Regions from separate parts of the Anser cygnoides genome. Here regions 1 and 3 are each linked to region 2. Evidence: chromatin contacts called from public Hi-C data. All regions are on one chromosome and are shown on one strand. Each heading gives the region's core, a stretch centred on a gene start, on an enhancer-like site or on the middle of the called end of the contact. The rest is flanking DNA. Distances are from core to core; before and after follow the strand shown.

Region 1 (3,676 bases), core at 984-3,483, 390 kb after region 2:
AAAACGAACGGAACATCCGACCCACAAAGCCACAGAACCGATCGCCACCCTACAACGAACACTCTCCCACAGCAATATTCACTCCCAGCAAGCGCATCCCGTTTTAGGGCAACAGCCTGGAAAACATCTAAGAGGTAAGAAAAGCAGAAGGAAGATGAAACGAATCGGTTTCCAAGGCAGAGGGGGAAAGGGGAACAGGATTCATATTCGCCCGCGAAGCTAGTTCTCCTGCTGTCCTCAGTGCTTTCCTCTGCTTCTGCTGCGAACAAGTTTAGGCAACGCTTGCAAGCCCCGGATCCGACAGAAATATGCATTCAAAAAAAGGTCGCGTAAGTTCTTGGAGAAACGGACAAGCCGGCGTGCAGCAATTCACTTCAAGGCTGGAGGAGCTCTCAGCCACCCAAAATCGCCCGATTCTCGCGGCCCCTGCACCAGCACCACTTCGGTTCCAGACACCGAGCGGCCTCCCCTGGAAGAGGAGCTCACCGGGAAGGCATCGCGCGGTATCACCAGCGCCACGCGTGGGCCCTCTGACTTCGCATAATCTGCAGTTTTTAAAGACCTACGAGAACGCGATGTTCTCCCTGGGTACAGCCCTAAAAGTTCATCACCCTAGCGCTCCGTATTGCGAACGACTCCAGCGCAGATCCAGTCCCAAATATCGTTTTTGTGCCCCATCGGGTGCTGGCAAACAGCTACAACTCCAGACTTCACGCACAACCCAACCAAAGCTCTCACAGGGCAGCAGCACGACTGTAGGAACCTTCTAAACTCTGTTGTATTTATCCGCAAGCCCCAGATCCTGTTAAAACAGGACCAAATCCCACAGCACGTGCCATAGAACCAGCCCTCGGTTATTCACACCGAGGGACAACATCTCCTGGTGATGCTGGATAACTCAACAACCGATCTGTTAAACGAATATTATGCCTGACGGCCTGCGCAACTTCGCTCAAATAACGCCAAGATGACCGGAGTTTCACGCGAGGGAAAGACCTCTCCCCCCAAAAATTTAACCTATCGACAAAACCACTGCGTCCTCCTGCCACAAAGCGATCCAGAGCCAGTTCTGAAGCCAACCTAGCGCTCTCTTTGCTGCCGGGAGCTACATGAGGGCTCTTCAGAGCTGCTGCTGGCTGCCTTTACCTGCGGCGGGGAGAAGAAAAAGAGGATAAAAAGCGCTCAGAGCACCCCCAGCCACGACGCCGAGCGATCCCTCCGCCTCCGCCCGTCCCACACAGGCACCGCGCCAGGCTGCAGGTGCCTGACCCCTGCTTGCAAACAAGTTTTCCCTGGGAGCCAAACATCTCCCGAGCCCCCGTCGTTAAACTTTAACCCCCGGAGCCGTGACCCAGCGATGGCGGAGCCCAAACTTCCACTTTCTCACCCCAATATTTAACAAAGAGCCAGGCAGGGCTTCGGAGCGGCGAGGGCAGCTTTACCCAGGCCTGCAGCAGGGTTTTGAGGGCAGGGAGACGAATTTTGTTTTTTTTTTAGTGAAAGGAGAGCGGGTTTTTAAAGGGAAAGAGGGGAATTTGGAGGACTGGGGGGGAAATATGGGGGGTAACGCAGCGACCCCCTCCTCACCCTGGTGTCCAGCGCCCCCACACGGGGCTGAGCAGCGGGGAAGCAGCTCCTGAGGGGGTGCTGAGGGGATCCTGAGGGGGGTGCTGAGGGGGTGCTGAGGGGGGTGCTGAGGGGATCCTGACGGGATCCTGAGGGGGGTGCTGAGGGGATCCTGAGGGGGGTGCTGAGGGGATCCTGAGGGGATCCTGAGGGGGGTGCTGAGGGGATCCTGAGGGGGGTGCTGAGGGGATCCTGACAGGGGTGTTGAGGGGGTGTTGAGGAGGTGCTGAGGAGATCCTGATGGGATCCTGAGGGTGTGCTGAGGGGATCCTGACGAGATCCTCCCCCCCCCCTTAGGCCCCGCCGCCCCGCCGCCCCTTCCCCGCCCCCCCCCGGGCCCCCTTTCAACCCCGCGGCCGGCCGAGGCCTCGCCCCGGGAAGGCTCCGAGGCCCGGAGGAGAGGCCGGGCGGGCCGGGGCGGCCCCCCGGGGCCGGGCGGGCCCCCCCTCACCTGCACATGGTCCGCCATCTTGCGCCATTCATGCTCCGCTCCCCCCGCCTCCGCCGGGCCCCGCCGCGCGCCCGCCTCTCCCCCCCCCGCCCCTGCCCCTTCTTCCCCCAAGCGCCGCCGGAGCCGCTGCGCATGCGCGCCGCCCCGCCCCGCCGCCCCGCCGCGCCTGCGCGCGCCGCCCGGCCGCGCCCCAGCCGGCGCGCGCGCTGCTGCTGCCGCCGCTGCCGCTGCGCCCCGCGTGACGTCACGGCGCTGCGCGGCGCGGGGAGGGGTTGAGGTGTGTGGGGGGGTGGGGCTTAAAGGGGACGCGGCCTGCGCGCCGTGACGGGGCCTGAGGGGAGCCAGTGCCACCAGTGTAACCAGTACACAGCCCCAGTGCCCCCAGTGTCACCAAGGCCCAGTATCAGTGCTCCCAGTGTCCCCAAAGCCCAGTATCAGTGCTCCCAGTGCCACCAGTACATAGCTTCAGTGTTCCCGGTGCCCAGCACCAGTGCCCCCAGAGGAGAACACCAGTGCTCCCAGTGCCTGCAGGGCCCAACGCCAGTGCTCCCAGTGCCACCAATACACAGCTCCAGTGTCCCCAGTGCCCCCAGAGCCGAACACCAGTGCTCCCAGTGCCTGCAGGGCCCAATACCAGCGCTCCCAGTGCTTCCCAGTGCACAGCTCCAGAGCTCCCAGTACACCTAGTGCCACCAGTGCACAGCTCCAGTGTTCCCAGTGCCCACCACCAGTGCTCCCAGTGCTTCCCAGTGCACAGCTCCAGTGCTCCCAGTGCCTGCAGGGCCCAACACCAGTGCTCCCAGTGCCTGCAGTGCCCAGCACCAGTGCTCCCAGAGCAGAGCACCAGTGCTCCTAGGGCCACCAGCGCACTGCTCCAGTGCTCCCAGTACTCCCAGTACATGTAGAGCCCAGTACCAGTGCTCCCAGTGCCCAGGACCAGTTCTCCCAGTGCCTCCAGCGCTCCCAGTGCCTGCAGGGCCCAACACCAGTGCTCCCAGTGTCTGCAGAGCTCAGTGCCAGTGCTCCCAGTGCCTCCCAGTGCCTGCAGGGCCCAACACCAGTGCTCCCAGTGTTCCCAGTGCCCCAAGTGCACAGCTTCAGTGCCCCCAGAGCCCAACACCAGTGCTCCCAGTGCCTCCAGTGCCTGCAGGGCCCAACACCAGTGTCTCCCAGTGCCTGCAGAGCTCAGTACCATAGCTCCCAGTGCTCCCAGTGCCATCAGTGCACAGCAACAGTGCTCCCAGTACTACCAGTGCACAGCACCAGTGCTCCCAGTGCCTGCAGGGCCCAACACCTGTGCTCCCAGTACCCCCAGAGCCAAACACCAGTGCTCCCAGTGCCCCACACCACTGCTCCCATTGCCTGCAGGCCCAGTACCAGAACCCAGCACCAGTGCCCCCAGTGCTCCCAGTGCCCAGCACCGGCGCTCCCAGTTAGCGCAGGCCCCGCCCCGCCGCCCCACCCCAGTGCTCCCAGTGCTCCCAGTGACCCCAGCCCGGCCCCCCCAGTCTCTGCCCGGTGCGGGCCGAGGCGGAGGCGGCCGCGGGCGCCCCCTGGCGGCAGGAGACGGGAGGCACCGGGGGGCGGGCAGCGGGGGGG
Region 2 (3,581 bases), core at 484-2,983:
CTTCCTCCCTTTCCTTCCTCCTCTTCCTCCCACCACTATATGGCCCCGTTCGCTGTGCCCAGAGCTCTCGTCCCATCACCTCCACGACGTGCCCGGGGCCAAACCGTGCTGTGCCCGGGGGCTGAGCCCAGCCCAGCCCAGTTATCAGGAAAAGGAGGACCAGAGCAAACATCGCTCTGATATTTTATGAGGATGGGCACCTAACAAACAGGGACATAGACAAAGCAGAGATATTTAATGAATTTTTGGCTCTGTCTTCAACACCAAAGAGGGACCCTGGGACTCCAAATGCCCTAGGATGGAGGACCGAGACTGCAGGAATGATAAACCCCAAATTTGTGCACATTTGCTGCTCCACCTGGATCCATACAAGTCCAGGGGGCCTGATGGGATTCATCCCAGGGTACTCAGAGGGATGTCTAATGTCATTGTGGGACCTCTCCCGATTATTTTTCAATGATCTGGGGAATCCGGAGAGGTCCCAGCTGACTGGAAGCTGGCAAATGTGCACCCAGTTTCCAAGAAGGGCAAGAAGGAAGATCCTGGCAATTCCAGGCCAGTCAGTCTCACTTTGGTGCCTGGTAAAATTTAGAAAATTATTCTGGGAGTTATTTAAAATCATCTAAGGGACAACGCAGCGATTGGTAACAGCCAATGTGGGTTCAATAGGGGAAGCTCATGTCTAACATTTATTTCTTTTCACAAGATCACCCAGCTGGTGGATCAAAGGAAGCCAGTCGATGTAATCTGTCTGGATTTCAGCAAAGCTTGCGATACTGTCTCTCACAATATCCTTCTGGACAAGACAACCAGAATACAGTTAGATAAAATTATTATGAGATGGGCGAACAATTAGCTGATGGGTCAGGCCAACAGGGTTCTTGTAACGGGGTTACACCAGCCTGGCAGCCTAACATTAGTGGGGTTCCCCGGGGCTCCATTGTAGGGCCAGTCCTCTCAATGTTTGCAGAAATGATTTGAACGAAGGACTCGATGATTTTGCGGTCACGCTTGACACCTCGCCAGCCGGGGTGCCCCCAACGTGGCGCCCGAGCGGGGCCGCAGGAACTGCTACCCCACGCTGGGAGCTCTCCGTGCTGCTGCTTTCACCTGCTCTCACCACGAGCTGACGCAGGCGCAGGTTTTTTTTTCTGTGCTGTGATCCTCTCCGTGCTTCTTCCATCTCCGTGCCAAAGCAGGGGGCTCAAGCGCACCCTGTGGGGTGCCCCCAAGCCCACCAAACGCCTCGGTTATCTACGCACAGATGTGCTGCTTGTCGAGCAGGCAGCACAAGCAGCGGCAGGCGTGATTTATATAATCTCTTTTTACGTTTTCTTTTTCTCTCTCTTTCTTACAAGTCCCCTGCCTTGACGCGGTCCCAGCTGCAAGGTCACTCGAGCGTGCTTGCAGTGCTCCTCGCCAGCCTTCCGTCCCTACCCCGTCCTCCTCCTCAACAATATTCTGCTTTTAACTTTCCTCCCAGCTGGGCACCGTGCTATAACGGAGATATAAAACCGCCAGCGCCCCAAGGATGGGGAAGGGGCTGGAGGGGAGGGGACGGGTGGGGGGGCGCCTGGTGTCCCCTGGGTTTCTTCGTCCAGAAGAGGAGGAGGAGGAGGCTGAGGGGAGACCTCCCGGGGGTTTACACCTTTCTCCCGAGGGGAGAGGTGCTGAGCTCCCCGGCGAGCAGCGATAGGACCCGAGGGAAGGGGTTGGGCAGCAGGAAAAGGGCCGGCCCCGAGGGCGGGGGCAGCAGAGCAGCGGCGCCCAGGCGCGGAGCACCAGGAGCGCTCGGGTCCCTCTGCGGGACACACGCTCTGATTTTTTTATTATTTTTTTTTTTGGGGGTGGACCTTTGGGGGCCCCGGGAGTCGGCTGCGAGGATTTTTTTTTTTATATATATATGTATATATTTTTTTTTTTTTGGCGAAGCTGCCCTCCGCTAGTTCCTAACCCGCTCCGCGCACGATGCGCTCGGCGCTGCGCCTCTCGTCCCGCCGGGGCTGCCTCCCCCTGCTGCTGGCGGTGTGTGGGGTCCGGGGGGGGGCGGGGGGGTCCCGGGGGGATTTAAGGGAATTTGGGGGGTGGGCCTGGGACCCTCGGATCTGCCTCCGTGGCATGCCCGGGCTTGCAGCGCCGTCGAGGGGCGCGATCCTACAGGGCTTGGGAATAGGGGAAAAAAGGCAGGGGGGGGGTGGGGGGCGATTGGGGTCGTTTTGGGGGCTGGGGGGGGCTGGTTTGTATAGAGGGGGGGTGGTGTGAATGGGGGGACCCTTGGGTGTAGGGGTTGGGGGCTCCCCTGGGGGTGGGGGTGATGGGGGAAGAGTAAAGGATCGGGGGTTCCCTTTAGCAGGGGGGTGTCGGGGGGGGGTCAGGGGTAGGGGTTCAGCCGGGGCAGGGGCTGTGGGGGGAGATGGGGTTACGGGGGGTTTACCCGGTCTGGGGGAGCAGAGGCTATGGGGGGGTCCGCTGGCCAAGGGGCTATGTGGGGAGCGGGGGCTGTGGGGGGGGGGTCCCACAATCTAGGGGTTATGGGGGCTCACCCGGCCCCCACAGGAGGGGAGCAGGAGGATCTGCCGCCTCTGGTTTTGGGGTTTGCGGGGAGCGGGGGCACGCGGGGCTGAGGCTGCGGGGCACAGAGCCGGGATGGGACGTGCCTGGGCTGGGGGGCTGCGGGCTGGGGGGCGGCTTGGGGCTGGAGGCTTGTCCCATGGGGGGGGGGGGATCCCGACGGCGAGCGCTGCCCGCGCTGGAGGGGATTTCCACAAGCTTCGCTTCCAAGCCCTGTGTGCCTCCAAGCCCTGTGTGCCGTCGGCATCTCGCGATCGCCGGGGACGTTCAATAGCATCGGGGTCCGCCGGGGACACTCAGGGCTGACACGCTCAAAGCGTGTCCGAGCCCTCCTTTAGGACAGAAACGCCCAGCTGCGCGCATCACATTTCTTGGTGAATTGGGGTGTTGCTCGAGCTCCGAAATACCGAAGGTCTTGCCTCACGCGGTGGCTGTTCACGTGCCGCGGTGCTCGGCGCTGCCGTAACGGCATCCAGGAGCGTCAGCTTTGCCTGCGTTCCCTTCTCTAAGTCATTTACGGGAATCAGGTGGGGCAGGTGATATTTCCCTGCATCTCCCAGCGCTCAGACTTGCCTGGTAAAGTCGAGCCTTACCAAACCCAGCACCTACGGGCCAGGTTTTAACAGCTTTTCTATTTTTTTTTTCTATTACTTAAAAATAAGTTAAAAAAACAAAAAGAGGAGGGGGGACCGATGGGGACGGTAGCCTCACGTGATAATCATACGATCCTGCGGCTACGGTTCCTTCCTCTGGTCACCAATGCCTGTTGCATCATGCCTGGACCTGGGCCACGGTGCCCGAGGAGGAGCGCTCAGGATTTGCAGGAACTCAAACTCCGCTTGCGTAAAGCCCGGAGGGGAAAACCCCCGGCCACGGCCGCTGGTGCGCGGGGACTTAGGGCCTCCCTTCCCCAGACCGAGAGCTGGCGCACCTATAAAACCTCTTCGGAGGTCTGCTGAGGGTTGGGAGTACAGCACGAGGTCTGTTTTCTGCCGTGGTGGCCCGTTCCC
Region 3 (3,662 bases), core at 417-2,916, 260 kb after region 2:
GCCGCGGGCACGAGCGGCCTCAGGATCCCCCTGGTGTAAGCCGTGCAGAAAAACCCCAAATCCCTCTCCCGGTGCTTCCCCTTCCCACAGCCCTGACGGGACAAGGCCTCGGCACTCAGCTGTTTCCGGCGCTGCCCAAAACCCCGGGGGAAAAACACCGCGGGGATGCCGGGAGGGGGGCACACGGCGCCCACCCCAATTCTCCCCAAATCCTGCCCCTGCGGTGCCCGATCCCCCCCCCCAGGGCCCCCCGGGCAAAGGCACCGTAATCGAATCAGGCACATAAGGAGCTCGTAAAGGCAGGCGGGGAAGGCGGGGAGAGCGCGAGCGGGAAGGGTCGGGGGGCTCGGCGTGCGCGGGAGCGGGGCGAGGAGCGGGGAGCCCCCCCCGGGGAGGCCGGGTCGGGCGGTGGGTGAAGCCCCCCCCGGGTGCCGGGTGGGAGCGGAGCGGTGGCTCCAGCCGGCTCTGCCCGGACGGTTTTGCAAGCCGAGCTGTTTCAGCCCGGGAGGGCAGGAAGGGAAGGATTTTTGGCCCGAAAAAAAGCCCTCATGGAGACGGAGTTGGAGCAACAGCCGCCTTCCAGCGCAGACAATGCCATTAAAGAGAAACGTGATCCTGCAGCCCGGAGCCGCCAGACGCAAACCCTCGCCTCTGCTCTCGGCTCTGGGGGGGGTCCCCTCCCGTGCCTCAGTTTCCCCCCCCCCCATCCTGTCCTTTCGCCCCCTTTATCTCGCTCTCGCGGCCGGGGACCGTCTCCCCATGGCGCCCAGCCTGGGGCCTCCGGCCGCTTCCAAGCGATGAATAACAGCTCAGCAATGCCCTGAGCCAGCACCGAGGTAACGAACTCCCCACGGAGGGGGGGGGGACCGACAGCGGCCGGCCCGGGACAAACACCTCCGGGGCCGAACCGGGTGTCCTGGGACGGCGGCGGCACGGCCGGGACCGAAAACTCCCCGTGGCTGCTTCCCGAGCGCCAGCACCGCGCCTGGATCCGGCCCGCGCCCCGCTGGCACCGGGGGGGGGGGAGCTGGGGGCTCGGGTGGGCTGGGGGCTGCTGGGGGCCGATGACAGCTGGTGGCACGGCCGGGGCCGGGCGGAGGAAACGGGGTGCTAAGCGGGTTCCCCCCTCCGCTCGCCACTCGGAGCGCAACCCCAAGGCTCCGAGTTTCCCCACGCCAAGCCGCGGGGCGCACGCTCGCCCGCTGCCACCCACGGCCACCGACAGCCACCCACGGCCACCGACGGCCACCGACGGCCACCCACGGCCACCCACGGCCACCCACGGCCACCCACGCTCCCCCGCGGCCACCCCACGCTCGCCCCGTGCCACCCACGCTCCCGCGGCACCCACGCGCGCTCCCCTTTGTCTGCGCCCTCCGGCCGCCCCGGCGCGCATCCCCCTGCCCTACCGGCTTTGCAGGGGTCCTTGTAGTCCAGGGGCTCGGCGTCCTCCTCCTCCTCCTCCAGCACGTAGGAGTAGTCGGGGACGTGCATGGCCCGGGCCAGGAGCAGGCAGAGGAGCAGCCCGCAGCTCCGCAGCCCGGCCATGGCTCTGCGGGCAGCGGGCGGGCAGGGGAGAGGCGGGCGGCTTTGCTTTTTTTTTTTTTTTTTTGTAAAAAAAAAAAAAAAAATCCCTTCTCTCTTCCCTTCTTTCCTTCCCTTCTTCGCTCCCTCTTTTTTTTTTTCTTTTTTTTTTCGCTTTTTTTTTTTTTTTTTTTTTTTTTTTAGGGAAATGAGATCTGGCGGGGGCGGGTTCATGAGCGGAGCTCGGCCCCTGCAGCCCCGCCGGGCGCAGGGCTGGGAGCGGGGCCAGCGGCGGGGGGGGGCCGGCGGGGCTGAGCCGCCTGCGAGGGGACCCGGCCCGCAGCCCCCCTCTCCTGCCCCCCGCAGCCCCCGGCCCCTGGTCCCTGGAGCCGTTTTGCGCTCCCCCAGCCCGGTCTTGCGCCCCCCAGCCCCGGTTCTGTGCTCCCCAGCCCCGGTCCTGCGCCCCCCAGCCCCGGTTCTGCGCCCCCCCGCCCCGGTTCTGTGCTCCCCAGCCCCGGTCCTGCGCCCCCCAGCCCCGGTCTTGCGCCCCCCAGCCCCGGTTCTGTGCTCCCCAGCCCCGGTCCTGCGCCCCCCAGCCCCGGTTCTGCGCCCCCCCGCCCCGGTTCTGTGCTCCCCAGCCCCGGTCCTGCGCCCCCCAGCCCCAGTTCTGTGCCCCCCAGCTCCCGTCCTGTGCCCCCCATCCCCATCCCACACCCTCTGGCCCCAGCCCTGCACCCCCCAGCCCTGCTCCTGCCCCCCAAACACCCGCTCCTGCTCCCCCTCCTGCACCCCGTAGCCCCTGGTCCTGGTTTTGCACACCCCCATCCCCAATCCCAGCTCTGCACCCCCAGCCCTGCGCCCTACATCTCCCAATCCTGGCCCCCCAGCCCTGCACCCCTGGTCCCGCACCCCATATCCCCCCTGTCCCGCACCCCACAGCCCACTTCCCCCCAAGCCGTGCCAGCGCAGGAGGAGGAGGGCAGCTCCTGCAGCCCGTGCACCCTTCCCGGGTGCCTGTGAGCACCCAAAAAGTGGGGCCAGCACCCCAGGGGTGATGGATGAGCACCCGAAGAGTGGGGCGAGCACCCCAATGATGACGGATGGGCACCCAAAGAGTGGGCGAGCACCCCAGGGGTGATGGATGAGCACCCGAAGAGCAGGGCGAGCACCCCAATGATGACGGATGAGCACTCAAAGAGTGGGCGAGCACCCCGGGGATGATGGATGAGCACCCAAAGATTGGGGTGAGCACCCCAGGGATGACGGATGAGCACCCTAAGAGCAGGGCGAGCACCCCAGATATAACAAATGGGCACCAAAGAGCAGGGCGAGCACCCTGGGGTGCCCAAATGGGGAGGCAGGGGAGAGGCAGCCATGGCTGGGCCATGGGGCCGCGTGTGCAAGCGCGTGTGCACGCGTGTGCACGCGTGTGCGCCGAGGTCTGTGAGTGACACCTGCTGTCAGAGCCCTGCCATTTCACGCCGGGCCCGTCACCACCAGGTCCCCACGGGCCACCGAACCCAGCCAGAGCCACCGCGGGCCGAGCCCGAGCTCCACGGACACCTGGGGGTGCGTGGGGGCTGCGCGGGGCAAAGCAGCCCGAGCCCTGCGTGGCGAGACCAGGGGGTACTGGGGGGGGGCTTTGGGGGACCCCCCTTGGGTGCTGCCCCATCGCTGTGCCATGGGCTGGGGCCACGGTCCCCAGCTGAGCATCCACGGCGGGCGATGGGCGCGGCGGTGTCCCCGTGGTGCCATCCTGCTCGCTGTGCCCCACGGAGCTGGAGGGGGGGGACGGACAGGGCTGCGTGTTCCCCCGGCTGGGTTCAGGTCCCCCCATCCCGGTGTGGGACGTGGGGTCCAGATTCCTGCTCAGTACCAGGTATCTCCTCTCCATCCCCAGCCCCAAAGCCTCGGCTCCTCTTTCCCTTTTCCTTCCCGGGACTTCCCCGCGCTCAGGGCCTGACGTTCCCACCCGGCTCTGCCTATAGGGGAAAAATCTCCTCCGCGCCTCGTCTCCAGACATTATTCCGCCCCCCCCGAGCAGCAGACCGTCAGGGATGTGCTCTGCCTGTCAGCCCGGCGTTGCAAAACCTCCGCCGCACAGCCATGACGTCCAGTAAACTTTTCCCCTTCGAGCA

What was found. Hi-C and Micro-C count contacts between places; a contact is called where the count stands out from the background.
Region 1: a contact with region 2 is called in a Hi-C map of liver, with 10 times the contacts expected there. The contact joins the promoter of XPO7 here to the promoter of LOC106049708 in region 2. A contact is called at or near these places in 2 of 7 Hi-C or Micro-C datasets (both in liver).
Region 3: a Hi-C map of liver shows a contact between it and region 2, with 2.1 times the contacts expected there. The contact joins the promoter of BMP1 here to the promoter of LOC106049708 in region 2. A contact is called at or near these places in 2 of 7 Hi-C or Micro-C datasets (both in liver).

Annotation. Positions count from the first base shown.
Region 1 is chr26:2,054,200-2,057,875 of Taihu_goose_T2T_genome, reverse strand. It overlaps XPO7 (exportin 7), which reads right to left and starts at 2,233. Exons shown (of 28, transcript XM_066983354.1): 1 at 2,078-2,233. The coding sequence starts at 2,095.
Region 2 is chr26:2,448,265-2,451,845 of Taihu_goose_T2T_genome, reverse strand. LOC106049708 (tumor necrosis factor receptor superfamily member 10A) reads left to right here and starts at 1,733. Exons shown (of 10, transcript XM_048045781.2): 1 at 1,733-2,025. The coding sequence starts at 1,969.
Region 3 is chr26:2,187,790-2,191,451 of Taihu_goose_T2T_genome, reverse strand. BMP1 (bone morphogenetic protein 1) reads right to left here and starts at 1,666. Exons shown (of 19, transcript XM_066983458.1): 1 at 1,410-1,666. The coding sequence starts at 1,548. It overlaps LOC125179738 (collagen alpha-4(VI) chain-like), which reads left to right and starts at 2,322. Exons shown (of 32, transcript XM_066983518.1): 1 at 2,322-2,768; 2 at 3,425-3,662.